Regions from separate parts of the Mus musculus genome. Here region 2 is linked to region 1. A link is a contact called in public Hi-C data. All regions are on one chromosome and are shown on one strand. The core of a region is the stretch at or near the end of the contact, and the rest is flanking DNA. Distances in the headings are between cores, read along the strand shown.

Region 1 (3,742 bases), core at 555-3,054:
AGTACAGGAAAGCTTGTCTTCCCAGGATGCTGGATGCTGGATGCTGGATCCTGGACCATTCTATGAACGGTCAGAACTCAGGTGTAGCCTGGATAAACTGTGGTTGTCACTACCGCCATAAAGGCTGGAGGTTTGATGGTTTCTCCTCCGTGGTGAGGACTGAGGCTCCAGTCCTTTTCTGCTGGGCTGAATTCACCAAGTAAGTGGGGTCGTCTGGCCGAAGAAGCCCAGGTATCTGCGTTTTCCTGGTGTTGGAATAACACAGCTTTTACAAGAAACTTCACATTTGTGCGCGCGCACGCACAGGACACACACACACGAGGATGAAAGAACAACTTGAAGAAGTCTGCTCTCTCCTATGGTGTGGATTCCAAACTCAGTTGGTCAGGCTTGGTGGCAAACACCTTTACCCACTAAGCAATATTGCCTCTCCATGCCCTGGCTTTTTCCCTACATGGGTTCTGGGAGATCAAAGTCGGGTCCTCCTGCTTTGGAGGCAAGCCCCTCACTGACTGAGCCACCTTGCACCCTACTGTCTCTTCCTGTCATCTGCCTGGGGCTCCAGTGGTCCTCTTTTGTTCGTTCCAGCTCTCTGCAGTTTAGCATGGCCCTCTGAGGCCATGGCTTCAGTCTGGACCCTCGCTAAAATCTTGAGGGTGACAAGGACAGTCTGGCTTAGGTATCCCCCCTTTTTTTCTTTCTTCTGAGGCCCAGGGCTGTGGGAGCAAGATGTGGAGAACTGGAACTATCCATGTCCTCCCATCCCCCACCTTCTAGAACATTCCTTTCTCGAAAGCTCACCTAAGTTCAGGGCTGAGTGTAGACCGCAGTGTTTAGGATCTCTGTGCTTTCTGAAACTGTGCTGTCTCCCCCTCTCCCAGTCTCTACCCTTTCCCTGCCCCGGAGCCTTACTCAGGCCTCTTGAAAGTTCCGGAGTTCCGTCATCTGCCTCAGGAGTTGGTAAATGAATGTCGTCACCCTGGTGACTACGCTCGACTTGAAGGCTGCTGTTCTCACTTTGGAGTCTGTTTTTTCCTGTGTGAGTGAATGTTTACATGTGTGTTGGTGTGAGTATGCCTGGGTGGGTGTGCATAGATACATGTTCACACGGGCACGTGGAGGTCAGAGGTCAAGGTCAGCTGCCTTCCTCTGTTGCTCTCTCCACGTAATTTTTTTCTTTTGGACAGGGTCCCGCCCTCCCTAAATTGCAGCTCACTGACTGGCTAGAGAGGCTGCCCAGTGAACCACGGCTCACTGATTGGCTAGAGATACTGCACAGTGAACCTCGGCTCACTGATTGGCTAGACAGGCTGCCAAGTGAACTTTAGGGATCTACCTGTCTCTACTCCACCCCCCTAACCCTGGTGCTGGGGCTACCCAGGCATTCAGCCATGCTCTGCTTCTCACGTGGTTGCTGGGAATCCAATCACATCCTTGCATTTGATTGGTGAGCACTTGACACACCGAGACATCTCCCCAGCACGAGTCTTCATATTTTAAAATGATTTCCAACAAACCAGAAGAAAGCTCCGCTTGGCACAAACAGTGATACTCTCTTCATCATCCACAGACCGGTGTCTGGTGGCACCAGTCATGCCCGTCTGACCCTGTGGTCCACAGCAGCCCTTGAGCTCTGATCACAGAGTTGAATAGCTGTGGAGACACACCGGATAACCTGCCAAGCTGGGCGTATTGGCTCTTTTGAAAGAGATAACTTTGGCGGGAGCTTATGGCACGGGGTCTGCACCAGCCTTCCTCAGCTGGTGCTTTCTGAGGAGCCACAGGTGCCCCTCGGAGGGAGGGGTTCACGGTCTGTTAAGGATGAGGAATGCCAGCTGAGGAAAATGAACGGGCTCAGGCGAGGAAGCTGATACCCAGAGAGCCCACGGGGCTCCAAATATCAACAGCTCATCTGGAAGCGGAGCTCTCCTGGCTGGTAGCTAAAGACATTTTGAGCCGTCAGGGTGAGGCTCTGTCTGTACCTGGATAAGGGACAGAAGGGAAGGTGTCCCTGTCCAGGTGTAGTGCTTTCCCAGGAAGGCCTTTCATTGGTCACCTGGCCAGGGAAGGACTGCCCTTAAACCATCCAGACAATACACTGAGGTCATTGGCTGTGCGGGTGAGGACATCTGGGATGGCTACAGGACAGGATGACTGGGCACTTCCTAGCCTTCCGACGGGTTCGTGGTCTTCCCCATCCGGTGGTCTCCAGTGAGAGGTTCTTTAGTGTCATCTGGGTGCATAGGTCCCATTCGCACGCACCACCAGCAAGTCCCTGGGGGTGTCTCATGATTGTCTTCCGGGGCACCTTGGTAACCTTGGTAACAACAGCACTGGGACCCTTCCTATCCCGTTCTGAGGACACCCTGCTTATGTAGACAGCCGGATGGCTGACAGACTTCCCCTCCTGCAACCACATGGGTAAAAGGCTCACAGGTGACCAGAAGCTACTGTGTGCTGGGCCTTGAGCTGGCAGGAGAGTCCCCTGTGCCCACCCTGGGAACTTGATGTTTTCATAGTTCCTGCAGAGGTCAAGCTCAGGGGAACACCAGAATCCCAGGAGGCAGATAACCAGTCCTCACCCTGACTAACAGTAAACCAAGACCTCCAAACCTTGAGGCCACAGACACCACGTGGGTGGAGGAGACCCATCTGGTGGCCGACAGAATTTGGAGCTGATTGCCTGCCAGGCCTCAGTTTCCCTCCCTGCTCCAGGACATCTGCTTCCATCCGAGTGTGTGGTGTGGACGCCGCAGAGTTCCTTCTGGAAGCCTGATGTTTGCTGGCCTGACGTCAGAGCCTACTGGATGGCAAATTGCAGAGTCCCTGGCTTGCTGAATGCTCACTTCCTCCATCTGGCCCTGGGGGAGGTCCCAGGTCAGAGGTGCCCTTCCCAGACCACCCAGGCAGTGTGCAAAGCCTGCCTGTTATCCCTCCTTCCAGCTGTAGCGCCCCCCCCCCCCCCGTTAGTCACCAAAGCGTCACAGCTGGGTTCGGGGGCGAGCGTGTGGTGTGGGGCGGAAGTCAATACCCTCTGGACACCTCGGCTCCCAGAGACAGACATGCAGCATTGGGAAGGATGGATGGGTGAATGTTGTGGGGGTGAGGCCTGGTGACCCCGTTTTTCATACAGAAAAGACGACAGGAAAGGTGTTGACTCCATGGCCTTCTTTCCCCATTCCTGGACAGCCATGTCCTGCACACCAGGCTGGTGTTGGACGTGGCGGTGGGGGTGGGGGTGGGGTGGAATAGGAGAGAAGCGAGGGGCTGCCTGTGCAGGCGCCTGTGCTTTGAGTTGGTGTCACACCAGGCTCTGGCTCACCTGTTGCTTCTGGAAGCAGGACAGTCCTGTGGTCCCTGAGGGCACCACTGCTGCTCCCCAGGTTCATCCCAACGAACTGCTTGGAGTCTCCATTCCTTCATGTTCTCCATGAACATGATGACATGACCTGTTCTGTTGACGTCTGGGAGGAAGAAGAGGGTGAGCTCATGGAACGTGCCGAGCCCCGGGGCAGCCCTGCCTCTGTGCTCATGAATCCCAGATGTCTTTATTACTGCTGGTGTATTCCTCACAGTCTGCCTGCCGGGGGAGGCCAGCAGTCACCGACAGCCTTTTATAAAAGAAGAAACCGAGGCAGTAAAAAGCCCCGGGGTTAAGTCACATGGCTCTCAGTGCTGAACTTGGGACTCAGACTTGGGTCCCCTGTTCTTCAATGGAAAAGCCTTTTAGAAATATGGGTAC
Region 2 (3,763 bases), core at 330-2,829, 51 kb before region 1:
TTTAGCCCCTCAGACAGTCACATCACCTAAAATTCCTACCAAGGAGCCCTGAGAGACCTAGGTAGTTATCTCTGTTCCAGGAAGCCTGAAAGACCAGGCTTCCCATCTCACCCTAGGACTTCAAGAGGGACCCCCTACTCAAGGCCCTTCCCCAGCCCCTACTTGCCATTTTACCACCCCTGAAACGCTTGGCTTGTCGCCCACCTTCAGCAAAGCAGGAAGCCTGGCTCACCATCCCCACTCACTCACTGCCATTCTGGGTGAAGGCTGCTTTGCTCCCATTTTTCAGATTAGGAAACGGAGGCTCCAAAGAGCAGCAATCCACTGAGAGACCCAGTATCTGTCTGGGACGTTTCCTCCTGGGAGGAGAGGGAGGCTAGTCCTTTGAGACAGGAAAATGCAGTCGGGAGCTCTTCTGAACTTGGGTACCAACTGCCTACTCCTCAGGCCCTACCTGGGGCTAGGGGTGGGGTTGTTAGACAGTGAGGTACCAAAGGACTCATGTCAGGACCCCGCCCCCCCAAGAGAGGAGGGGGGTGGGAACATTCTCTAGTCCCAGATTTCACTTATGTACTCTGTAGAGCTGCAGCATCTGGGGTTTGAAGGCTTTGGGTTAAAAGATACTTGGGAAGGAAAAGCCGAGAAGTACCTGGGCCCGGATCCCTTGGGTGCTGGACTTGAGGGGAGGTGTGTGTGTGTGTGTGTGTGTGTGCGCGTGTGTGTGTGTGTGTGTGTGTGTATGTGTGTGTGTGTTGGGGGAGTGAAGTGTAGAAAGAACTTTATCTCCACATTATCTCTGCCAGTCCTGGAAGGTTCCCAGAGGAAGTGGCACCCGAGGGGGGAGGGGCAGGGAGAGAACGTTCCCCGAGGAACAAAAGCCAGGATAGCAGAGGGGCAAGCGGTGGGGGTACCGAGGGGGTTTTGCATGACTGGAGCAAATGGAGTGTTGGGGGGGGGGCGGTTCGAAAGATGAGCCAGGTCCAAGAGTGGCCACCTCCGAGGAGCCTTCTCGGATTCCTGCGCTCCCTCCCGGATGCTTTCCTAGCACAGCCCTTAGTTGCTACACTTTGGCCACTTCCAAGTGCGAGTCCCGAGAGAGCTGGGCAGATTGGGATTCTTCTCTCTGGGTCCCTGCGGCGTCTGTCCCAGTGCCGGACACCCGGTGGGCACTCGGTAAATATTTGTAGAGCGCCCTGGGAGGAATGAATGAAGCCATTGGGCCAGGCTTGGGGAGGGCGGGGACAGGCGCAGGTGGGAGGCAGCGGGAGCGGGAGGGGCGGGGAAGTCAGTCCTCCCGCTCCTCCCCCGCTCCCCGGCCCCAGCGCGCCCAACTCCGGGGCTCCCGAGGCGGCGGGCGGGCGATCCGGGCGCGCAGGGCCCTTGTATTGGGCACGCGGGAGATCGGAAAGGGGTTTGTTGCTGGTGCCCGCGGGCCCGAGCGCGATCAGAGCGGGAGGAGGGAGCTAGGGTTCGCTCAGCGCCCAGCTGCCTCTCCGGCACTCGCTCTCCGGACTTGTAGGTCTGCAAGCTGCTGCTCCTCCCACCCCGGCCCGCCTCCTCGCTCTCTTGCTCGCTCTCTGGAGTTGCTGTGCTAGCCTTGCCGTGCGTCCTGGCGAGTGCGGGCCGAGGGGCCCCGGGCCAGAACTGAGTAAAGGACAGGGGCGTCCCGGGCAAAGCGCAGCCGGCCGGGGAGTGGCCATGTGTGGCGAGGCCGCCTTGAAGCTCGCCTGCAGCAAGTGACCTCGGGTCGTGGACCGCTGCCCTGCCCCCTCCGCTGCCACCTGGGGCGGCGCGGGCCCGGTGCCCCGGATCGCGCGTAGAGCCGGCGCGATGCACGTGCGCTCGCTGCGCGCTGCGGCGCCACACAGCTTCGTGGCGCTCTGGGCGCCTCTGTTCTTGCTGCGCTCCGCCCTGGCCGATTTCAGCCTGGACAACGAGGTGCACTCCAGCTTCATCCACCGGCGCCTCCGCAGCCAGGAGCGGCGGGAGATGCAGCGGGAGATCCTGTCCATCTTAGGGTTGCCCCATCGCCCGCGCCCGCACCTCCAGGGAAAGCATAATTCGGCGCCCATGTTCATGTTGGACCTGTACAACGCCATGGCGGTGGAGGAGAGCGGGCCGGACGGACAGGGCTTCTCCTACCCCTACAAGGCCGTCTTCAGTACCCAGGGCCCCCCTTTAGCCAGCCTGCAGGACAGCCACTTCCTCACTGACGCCGACATGGTCATGAGCTTCGTCAACCTAGGTGAGTGGCGGTGGGAGGGGATATATTTCAGACTGGGGCCACTTTGGGACTGGGAGAGGGTCTCTGCTTACAGCCACTGTGGTCCACCTTTCCATTTGCAAAGCATCAGTGCCCGCCAGAGACTCTTCGCCCCGGGGTCTTAGTAGACTTTAAGCTCTGTGCGTCTCGGATAAGTCTTGCTGGCTCGGAGGGTTTGTCCGGGCTATCCGGAGGGTGCACCCCCAGCCCTGAGTCTCTGTCTGCTCCGCCGCGGGTTCATCTCACTCAGGGGCGGGAGGTCCCGGCTCGGCAGCGGCTTAGTTCAAAGCGCCCGGCTGGGTCATGTGAGCTGAACCGGCTTCAGCGGCCCGCGCTACCTGGATTTAAAGGGCCCTTGTGGGCAAAGCTGCCTTCCCGCCTTTCCTCTGCCCCTCTGAGGCCAGCTTGGTTCTGACATCCCGCGCATCCCCTTTTCTTCCCCTCTCTGACCCTACCTGTCCCATTGCGGAGCGCTGGTTTCGGCGTGCGCTCGGAGTGCCGCGGGGCTCCTCGCCTAGCCGCCAGTCGCCCACCTTTGGACTCTCGGCTGGAGCCGGGGAAAGAACGTTGCCATTGCGAGTTTTCTATTTTAAATGTTTAATGATAGGTCCCGGGCGGGCAGAATCCATTTTCAGCGTTTATCACGTGTGGCGCGCAAACCACGGGTTTTGGCGATTGGGTGGCTGGGGACCTCGGAACAGAGGCCGCCATGGAATGGCTGGGGAACCCGTTTCCCTGCTGGAGTTCCAGCCAACCCAGTGAGTGATGCGAGGCTGGGTTGCGGCTGGTCTGAGACAGCTCCCCCTGCAGCTGTGCGCGCACACGTATTCAACTTGCTCAAACTAACCCCCAGCCGTGCGCTGTGGGGCAGATCATCAAATATTTGGCTTTGGTGATAACAAGTCCTGATAGTGCCGTTTCCTGTGTCGCTTTTATTCTGCTTGTGGAAGTTGCTGAGAAAACCCCAGGTCAAGACACCAAACGCACCATGGGCTCCCGCCGTGTCAACTTGGAAATAATGAAGCTTGAAGACCACCCCTCCCTCGCTGGGCACCCGGGGCTCGGAAGGGATCTCCGTGAAGACAGGGTCCCAGTTAATCCTCTCAGCTCTAGATAAAAAGCCCTGGAGCTTCTGGGAGATATTGTCTGGCTCCATTAAAGGTCAAAAATATAAAATAATGACTCAAGGGTCAGGGTGTAAAAGCTGGTGATAGAGCTGCCAAAATAATATAGAGCAAATTCTAATTCTCCTTAGACACTTGTTAAGAAGAGGCCCTGCTTTGGAAAGGCCTCTAGGTCCTGAGGGAAGGAAAGGCCAATCGCAGAGAGATTTTCCTGGGGGTAGGGCTTAGGTTGCTGGCAGATGGAGGGTGCCTTTCACTGTGTCCGTTCTTTTTTTTAATATGTGGATTTATCACCTTAAACTAAAGTAGAGTCCTCAATAGATGCTTAGCAGCATGTGGTCAGCATGGATCTGTGAGGCCATCCCGAAGCCAGGCT

Evidence for each region. A called contact is a pair of places that touch in the nucleus more often than the background predicts.
Region 2: a Hi-C map of nephron progenitors shows a contact between it and region 1, with 1.8 times the contacts expected there. The contact joins the promoter of Bmp7 here to the enhancer-like site in region 1. A contact is called at or near these places in 8 of 484 Hi-C or Micro-C datasets (Sertoli cells, cerebral cortex, embryonic fibroblasts and 4 more) and 10 of 115 datasets of contacts at active chromatin or transcription factors (the SCID.adh cell line, cardiomyocytes, double positive thymocytes and 5 more).

The regions. Positions count from the first base shown.
Region 1 is chr2:172,887,478-172,891,219 of GRCm38.p6, reverse strand. All of the region lies in intron 3 of Bmp7 (bone morphogenetic protein 7), which reads left to right. Among named protein-coding and RNA genes, the nearest start is that of Gm36254, 26 kb to the right of the region's middle. Within about 2 kb of position 1,804, at least 15 of the 459 cell types and tissues checked have an H3K27ac peak or open chromatin away from gene starts, as enhancers often do. A contact at or near this core is called in kidney and nephron progenitors, where this site is marked.
Region 2 is chr2:172,938,137-172,941,899 of GRCm38.p6, reverse strand. It overlaps Bmp7 (bone morphogenetic protein 7), which reads left to right and starts at 1,579. Exons shown (of 7, transcript NM_007557.3): 1 at 1,579-2,245. The coding sequence starts at 1,831. It overlaps Gm40010 (a long non-coding RNA gene), which reads left to right and starts at 2,255. Exons shown (of 3, transcript XR_867069.2): 1 at 2,255-3,763.